Linked DNA regions of Zea mays: region 2 is linked to region 1. The links are chromatin contacts, called in public Hi-C maps. All regions are on one chromosome and are shown on one strand. The core of a region is the stretch at or near the end of the contact, and the rest is flanking DNA. Distances in the headings are between cores, read along the strand shown.

Region 1 (4,624 bases), core at 686-3,185:
ATAGGGTGAGTTCATGCATGCATACCAGTCTTGAAGAAGAAAGAAAGAAAGAAAAAAAGAAAGAAAGACAAGGTGCACCGTTGAGCGGTGGCGTTCGTGTAGAGTAGTGCTAGCTGTGGTTTTGACCTCCTGTGTGGTTTACACAATGTGTGAGCTGCGATAAGGTGATCTACAGCATAGGGACCCCTTTGTGTTTACAGTGCAACTTCTGCTGGCTCTTTCGTCTTGTTGAGAATCCTTTCAGTAGAGTTAGAAATTATAGGAGTGGTCTTCGGGAAAGCCTGCTTCCGTTCTGTTCCATTGATTCAGATTCTCACTCCCTTCTTCGAGTGTTTATTTGATTTTTTATATTAAAGTTGAGATTCTTCGAAAAGTAAGAATGAACAAAAGGGTGAAAATATGTGCTGTCCTCTCAATATAATGCAAGGAACCGGTGCCGGGGCGGCGACCGTTGTGTTTTGGCGCGCCACTGACGCCGTCGGTTACTGCCGGCGCCGGGTGGGCTGGGCTGGGCAGGACGGGAGGGGTGGGGTGGGGACTGGGGACCCCGCCAAGCATCCACCACTTGTAGCCGCCCGGCTCCACCTCCATCGTCCATTACTCGATGCCACGCACCGCAGAAAGCAAATGGAAACAGTTACAACCATGATGAAACAAAACATTCATGAATCATCTGTCCCTATTGTTGTATTAAACTAGGCTGGGAAACAAACAAGGGTGATCGCCACGTTGTGCTGCCGCCTCCTAAGCCTCCATCTGTACCACTAAGCCTCACATGACAGTTGATTGCCAACATAAAATTCTATGCAGTGCCTTGGGAGTTTAGCCAAAGCAAACAAAAAAAAACCTTGTTATATTTACTTAAAGTAGAAATGAGACAGCCGCGAAACTAGCTATGCCTTCCTTGTATGTATGCATAAGGTTAAACATCTACTTTTCCTAAACTATGCACCATATGGATAACCGTACGGGTATGGAGGAGAATACGAATGATCAGCCCAACGTTGAAGAGAAGGAGCATCGGTGGCAGGAGATTCAATGAAAATAGAGAGAAGCGTCAATAGTACAAGGTTTAGTGGTACAATAAGGATATGATCGAATATGGATACGAAGCTGGAGTATATGAATATGAAAACAGAGGTCTTGTCTCTTGAACCTTTGAAACTTGTCAGCAAGACTAATACTATTCTCTAAAAAAAGCTTCAAGCCGTGTCGATTATCTCTCTCTTTTACTTAGCCGTGTTGGTTAGTATTATTTAAAGAGGCCTTGTCTCTTGTCCCTATCGTTGTATTAAACTAGGGTGGTGGTCAGCTGCACTGCAGTCGCCACGTCCTAAGCCTATGCTCCATCTGTCCACGCGTGTTGACCTCAGATTGCCAACATACAATTCTATGCAGTGTTCCTTGGGAGTTTAGCCAAACCAAAACCTGCGAAACTATCTAACCTTGTCTCTTTGCCTGTTTGTACGTATGCATAAGGTTAAACATCTACTTTGCAGAGTAGTTCCTCTGTTATAATTTTCAAAACTTTGCTTTTAAGAAAAATTAAACCTAACATCTAGTAAAAGTGCTACTAAGATTTTTTTTGTAACCACTAACCTAACTTCTAATAAGAAGATGCTACTAAAGATTTTGTAACCACTGATATTATACTAGCTAATCGAAGAAATTTGTTCTCTTTTCTACGTTCAAACCTTGTACGAATTCCTGAATTCCAAAGGCGAAGTACAAACATATAACAACCGAATACGATTCATCGATTTTATGAGACCAGGTCTCTCATAGTCGTTGCGTTTTTTTCAGCAACGAAAAGACGACGTACCAAAAATCACGTGCCTTGCAAGTACATCCGCCTAACCAGCTGTATATATATAGGTGTGGCAGAAATTCGAAGAACCTGAGAAAAAAGAAAAGCAATTCCCGTTCCCGTCCTTCCTGAGACGAGAAGGCTAGGCTAGCTAGAGAAAGGGGGGGGGGAGGGGGCGACACCGAGGCGGGGGCAACGGGAGCAAGCAAGGCAAGGCAAGGCAGCAGCATGGGGGAGAAGCGAACAAGACCGCGGGGCGCGCGGACGCCCATGTGGACGCCATGCGCGGACGCGGCGCGGACGTCGTGACACCTGCAGCCCCCCGGCACCCGGCCTGCACCGCCATGGCCCTGCCGCCGCCGCCGCATTGCGCCTCAAAACCCCCCTCCGCGCCTCCCGCCCTCTAGGCTCCCCGCTCGCCAAGGCCAAACCCCCCACCGTTCGGTTCCTGATCCGGCCTCTCGGCCTCTCCGCTGGAGGTAGGGGACATGGCGGAAGAGGCATCGCCTCCGCCTCCGCCGCCCAAGCTGCTCTACATTGCCGTCGCCGACGGCGGGGGCCGCCGGGCGTTCCGGTACACGCGCCCCGTGCTGCAGAGCACCCTGCATCTCATGGGATGCAAGCCTCGCCATGCCTTCAAGGTCCCTCTCTTCCTCCCTCTCCCCGCTCGCTCTTGCGTGTCATCCTGCTTTGCTCCTATAGCTTTGTTATAAATAAATAAATAAAAAGAAGCTCGGGTTGCTATATTATGATCGAGGGAGGCGGGCTGTCTGGTCCTCTAGCGCGGTGCGGTAGATCCCTGCATCGAAAGCTTAGCTTTCCGCTCAATTTCTGCGGGGGCTTGGGCGTGAATCACCTCCTCCGGCTGCATGTCTGCTGTGTTGGCTGGCATGTGTGTGGTTTGTGATCGCCGATTTTGACAAGAAAAAGGTGAGCTTCCTGCCGCCGATGCGCAGATTTGTTCCCGGCTCGACCCAAAATCCCCACCTCCAAACGCCCTATCCTTTTCGTCTTTGATGAGGGGCCTCTTTCAGGCTTGAGCTGAACTCCCATCCCAAGGCTTCCGAATTCCGCGTTCTTTGGAAACCCGAAAAAGATTCCACCTTCAGTTCTTGTTCTTGTTTACCACCAAGTAAGTGATACCACTTGCTTGTTTGTGGGGTCGCTATCATCATACCACTGTTGCCTGTTACTTACTTCGGCTGGTGTGAATTACTATTGCTTTCTCGGGATTATTATGTTCGGTTGACAAAGACAACGCCATGTTACGTGATGTAGAGTTGTAGACGCGTTTTTCTTTGATGGGTACACGATTCTAGACAGTATCTGGCAATTGACTTGAACGAGTATCAGGTTCCCACTCGATGGTGCCCCCCCCTATTTTTACTCTGATTTGGTCATGGTTGACATCTTCTGTTCCTGACGGTCCAATTGGGCTGAGTGTGAGACCAATTACAAGACTTGTCATACCTACTGGTCTGCAGAGCATGTTCCTTTCTAGACTTGCGTTGGTAATAATCTTTTTTTTCCCGATCCTTGTTGCCACAACAGATTAGCAAGAGAGTATTCGATGTAATGAAGAGTGAATTCTTGGCTCAATCAAAGTCAGACGGGGCAGGCAAACAAGAAAATTATCCTGCTCTTGGCCTTGGAGATGGAACAGATACTCAAAAAATGCTGGAGAGAAGCGATAGCAGCATACCGTTTGAATTATACAAGAACCAGACTACCGTTGTTATCTCAAGAGAGGAGTTTGTAAGTGTTGTATGCGATGCCCTCTCTTTGTACAAGTATGTTGGACCCAACCAGAAAGCAGACCTGCTCCTCGCTTGCAGGTAAAATAAACTTGCTTATCACTGTATTTCTTAATCCGCACGAATTTAAACGATAACATATATCTGTCCATTTAATGCACATGTCCATCACATCAATTTCCATGCATGTTTGGCATGCCTTATTTAAGTGAAAGTTATCTGTTGTAACAGAATTGATGTATTTAACCATCAACAATTTATCACAGCCACTCCCAAAACAGCTTGAAAGGAATTGATAACATTTCCTTTTTGCCTTCCCATATGTTCCGATCAGAATTAAAGAGAGAAAGGAATCGGTGACAATACTCTTGTGTGGGACAAGCGGATGCGGCAAGTCCACTTTATCATCTTTGCTGGTATGTTTAATATAATCTAGAATAGTTGTCCATTTCTGGATTAGCAGTTTCTGTGCCATATCAGCAATCCAGTAAATCTGCTATGAGTCGCTCGTGTTGGGTTTCAAATCTAGCCTGCCTGTCCCATCTTGCTTGGAACTAAAATGCTTTGTTGTTGTATTTTTCATCAAATAAATGGGCGAAGTGAACAATTGCTGAATCCTTGGTTTATTATTTTTTTGTTCACCAGGGTAGTAGGCTGGGTATCACGACAGTGGTTTCTACTGATTCCATACGCCATATGATGAGAGGCTTCGCAGATCAAAAACAGAATCCTCTTCTCTATGCCTCGACCTACCATGCAGGCGAATATCTAGATCCTATTGCAGTTGCTCAGGCGAAGGCAAAGCACAAGGCGAATAAACCCACGGTTGTTTCTCATCCAAATACCTGTGGAGGCACTTCTTCAGACGACAAATCACAGCAAGGGTCCTCGGAACTACCTCCTAGAGCCGAACTGATTGGCAGCAAGCAGATGGCGGTAGAAGGCTACAAGGCGCAGAGCGAGATGGTGATCGACAGCCTGGACAGATTAATTACCTCCTGGGAAGAGCAGAAAGAATCCGTGATCGTCGAAGGAGTGCATCTAAGCCTTAACTTCGTGGTAC
Region 2 (4,624 bases), core at 781-3,280, 590 kb after region 1:
CGGGACCAAACCGAACACACCTCTCAATCCAAAGATCCAAAGCAAAATGATAAATTCAGGGCGAACACGAGATCACGGAACCGTACCAGAATCGAGCTTGTTGCCTCCGGCGATACGCGTCCAGGACGAGTAGTAGTTGTGGAGGAGGAGGGCCGCAACGAAGAGGTTAAAGGCGCACATGACGATGGTGGCGTTCTTGTACGATATCCTAGTCGCCGCCGGTCCACCTCTCCAGTTAGGCTGCGCGTCCATCCCCTCGTCGGCGCCCTCGTGGAGCTCGCCGGAGGAGAAAGGTAGCCGACCTCCTCGCTGCGGGTAAAGTGCGACTATTATGCAGGCAAGCCTTTCAAATACTATCTAATCTTAGGCCCTCTTTGTTTACCCTCTAGATTATATAATCCAACTTAAATAAGTCGAGAGGTAAACAAACAACACAGATTATTAGGTGGTTTATATAATCTATATACCTAAATTATGATAATTCATAAGTAGGTCAATAGATGCTGATATAATTTATATAATTCATAGAGAAAATTGGATTTATGCCATTATGAAACTTAGGATTCACTCAAATGCTATTATAGGAACACGCTTCGCTAAGAGACCATTATCAAACGTTGTCTTACAGACAAAATGCCATTTAGAGGGTTATTTGAAACTTAACCTTATTTAGTTATATTGGCAGCTAGTAGCCGGACACTTGCCCCTATCAAATCTGTTCGCTGTTCTCCCTCCCCCCGCTCTGCCGCCGCTCAGCTCTAGATCAAAACTGCTAAGCTCCGCCGTTCACAGGACAGTCTATTTTACGGCACAGTTTTAAAACACAGTTTGCACGGTTTCAGAACACAGTTTCAAAACGAACACAAATTTAGAACACAGTCGGCAGACGCTAACACGCGATGGGATACGGCGAACACCGAGCAGCAGGTCTCTAAACTAAAACTTTGGCAGCACTCTTAACCAGTCAACAACAGATCACCAACCATTCGATTTCACACAAATGTAATCCTACTGCAAGTGCAACAGCCACCTTTAGAGGTGTTCATTAGCAAACGCTAGAAAAACTGCAAATGGCCATATTCATATCCAACCAATATGCCAATAGTTGAATCGCGTAAGAAGCAGACCAATATGCCACTAGTTGAAGAAACAATCAAATCGAACCAAAGTGGAGATCTTTACAAATTAATTCGAGATAATAACTAGGCAAACCAATTGTATATCATAGTTTCATTCAATAGGATGGGAGAGCAGGCGATTCGAGCTGTTGATTGGGAATCTAACCGAGCTGCTCACCTGCAGATTGGAATTGGATCGATGGATGGACCGCGGACGCCCGCACGCCGATTGGATCTCCTCCTCCTTGGGCGGCTGCTAACTGGGTTGGGATGGGACAGGAGCCTTCCTCGCCACAGCCGCCGTGCCGTGCTGCTCCTCTTCTCCGAGACGCTGGGAGCCCCGATTGGAGACGGGAGGCGGAGAGGTATGACGTGACGGAGTTTCGTCGTCGAACTCCACCGGCGCGCTGAACCTTCAGCTCGGCCTGCAGGAGGACGCTGGGAGCTTCGGCTGCGGCGGGGCAGGAGCCGGTCGTTAGGCCGAGCAAGCGGGTGCGGTCCGGATCACCGGGGGCGCTGGGGGAGGGCCGGGCGGCGGTGGGACTGCCAACGGAGGCGCGAGCTATCCGACGTGCCAGGTGGATGACTGCCGAGAGGATCTGACCAGCGCCCGCCGGTGGAGCTCGCCGAGCGTCGGTGGACCGCCGCTGGTGGAGGGAGAGCGCCGAGCACCGGTGGAGGAGAGCGACGTCGTCGTCGGTTTTGGTGGAGGGGACACAGAGGATAGAGAAGAGAGCGCCGTCCGGTTTGAGATGCCGGCGCTTTTGGTTGGAGGGGCAAAAGTGAGGGGGGTGGGTGTACCTGCCGCGGTGGACGCTCGTCGCCGGCGAAGGGTGCAGCAGAGCTGGGACCAGGAGTAGGGCGGCGGTGGCGGCGGTCGCCTGGCCGGCTGGCCCACGTGGATGCGAAAAACGGCTGGACGGGAAACGAAGATCAACAGCAAGCAGGTGTAATTTGTAAACACAGCACCATTGGGCTGGTTTTTCTATTTTTAAAATTTCTGGATGTGAGTGGACGTGAGTACGAGAGTGGTTCGTTCTTGCTCGGGTTTACTTTTATTTATTAGGGCTAGTTTTAAAACCTCCAGATTTTCAATTTTTTTAAAAATATAAATCCCTTAGAAAAATAGAGTTCTCAAACTAGTCCTTAAAAAACTATTTTACCTCCATCAAGACATCAATTGTCATAAAAGTTTTTTTTCTTCCTCAACTATAGAACCGGACTCTTTAGCCCATAATGTTGGCTCTCTAGATCAAAACGAGTTTAAGTGTGTGTTTGATCGAGGAGCAGAGAGGAATAGAACGGTTCCATTCTTATTTTTTTTAATGTTTGATTTCCAACGGAGTAGAGCTGAATGGTTTCTAGAGTCTATATATGGCAACTATTTGGGATGATCTCGCTCCACTAAAATGATCGGACGCGAGCGCTCTCCTCCCTCTTTTCCACTCCACACTCATATGGCTCTCCAACCAAATAATGAACGGAGCGACTCCGCTCTATTCTACTCTTCAACCAAATAAAAAATGAAGCGGTTCCGTCCTATTTGCCAAAAAACAGAATGAAATGCTCGATTCTTAGAAACTAGAATGGAGGCACTCTATCCAGTTGGCTCCTCAACCAAACGCACCATATGAGTTCTGTTTGATTTGTTGCCTTACTTGATATAGTTTCCCACGTCTAAGATTAAATATGTTTGACCGAATTAGGTCTATGTTTTGTTTGTAGCCATAGGTATGACAAGAAAAATTTGTTACGTATGTTACACTCGTCAACAACTTATAAAAACGTTGCAAGATTTTTTTTAGACATGCCAAGATGTCGCATAAAAATGAAATTAAGCGTCTAACCTTAAAAAGTGTGGCATAAAATATGGTGATATTATTTTTGGAAACATGTCCACAAATGCGAATATTATTTTTGTAAAAAAAAATGGTCCTACATGTAGCTGCAGCGGAGAGGATGTAGATGGACGGTATTGGTCGGGTCGTTGGGATAAACCCTTTCTGCGTTTTCATTTATACATTTTAATTCAAAAACAGATTCGAAATCAAAATTGTCGGAAACAAGACCAGACATAAGATATACGGAAAAACGAATTGATCCAAATAATGGTCGAAAATCGGAAAGATAGGACGATCTCAATGTAACAATATCATTGTAACATGTGGACGTCCTTTTGCATGTATTTGGGTGCTTCTATGCCGTGCCAATATAAATTGAGCTAGTTTAGCTAACTGGGAGCTTTGAGGGGAGTGAACTTTCCGCATGTATATGTGGCCGCACAGGTCCTATCATCGCCGTTGGAAACATTTTTGGCATGAAGATTCGTGCGGTGATTTGAGCCATGTGGACATGGCCTGGCCAGACCTCTGATCGACGTGCAACGCGCAGGCGGCGCAAGGCCTGTCCGTAGCATTAAAATGTCTTATTTTGCATTTATTTATGTAGTCTGTAACTCACACATATAAGTAACTAAATATAATAATCTTAAATAAAATTAACGCATACGGTGAATCAAGACGAGACACCACGGAAGGTGGCTGCACCTGCACAGCAGCGTTGCCTTGCCAGCTTGCCGAACGCCATGACAGATGAAACAAGCAATGATCCAACGAATTCAATGAAGCTTGCTTGAAGGACAGGTGAGAAAAGCATGCAGAGACCGCTGTGATGTGAGCCGTCGTGAAGGTGGCACTCACTGCGGCCCCGAATTCAATGGATCCACCAGTCAGTCGCACTGTACCCACACTGCGTGCATGCAATCTGAACGACCAAGCAACACCAACAAACACACAGCCAGCCACAGGTCAACAGGACAGACATGGGGGGCAGGGCCACCAATAGCAAAAAGCAAGCAAACAGGTGGTCATGGCATTCATTCATATCATACTCATACCGCAAAAAAAACTTACACCAAATTGGCGGCAGCGGGCAGCGGCTGCAGTCTGCAGGAAAAAGGCAGATCTCATGGTAATAACTGATAGCCTACTTCAGAAGTAGCGTGATCTTAATCCGGCCGTTCCATATACTTGTGACAAGTGAGAGGCAGCCAGTCTGCATGAGCTAGCTGACGATGCCATGCAACACAAGCGAACACATAGGACTATCACTACCGGAATTTGGCTCTTTGCCGAGTGTCATATTCTTTGCCGAATGTTTTATTTCGGACACTCGGCAAAGAGCTCTTTGCCGAGTGCCACGCAAAAAACTCTCGGTAAAAGAAAACACTCAGCGAAGAAGCTCTTTGCCGAGTGTTTTATTTTTGACACTCGGCAAAAAGTTTCTTTGTCGAGTGTCTTTTTTTGACACTCGGCAAAGGGCTCTTTGCTGAGTGTCATAAATACAACACTCGGCAAAAAGCTCTTTGCCGAATATTTTTTCTCCAACACTAGGCAAAGACAATTTAAAAATCACATTTTAAAGTAGTAAATTAATTCAAATGAAAAAGTTTTCAACTACAAATTTGTATAACTCATCATGATGTACAATTTATATATTGAACATTT

The links. A called contact is a pair of places that touch in the nucleus more often than the background predicts.
Region 2: a contact with region 1 is called in a Hi-C map of ear, with 1.8 times the contacts expected there. The contact joins the promoter of LOC100193613 here to the promoter of LOC100279125 in region 1. A contact is called at or near these places in 2 of 25 Hi-C or Micro-C datasets (ear and tassel).

What each region holds. Positions count from the first base shown.
Region 1 is chr4:176,115,711-176,120,334 of Zm-B73-REFERENCE-NAM-5.0, forward strand. LOC100279125 (P-loop NTPase domain-containing protein LPA1 homolog 1) reads left to right here and starts at 1,936. Exons shown (of 7, transcript NM_001152166.1): 1 at 1,936-2,448; 2 at 3,359-3,642; 3 at 3,896-3,977; 4 at 4,207-4,620. The coding sequence starts at 2,296. LOC100279292 reads left to right here. Exons shown (of 4, transcript NM_001152313.2): 4 at 1-287.
Region 2 is chr4:176,702,565-176,707,188 of Zm-B73-REFERENCE-NAM-5.0, forward strand. LOC100193613 reads right to left here and starts at 2,031. Exons shown (of 5, transcript NM_001138714.1): 1 at 1,297-2,031; 2 at 87-309. The coding sequence starts at 252.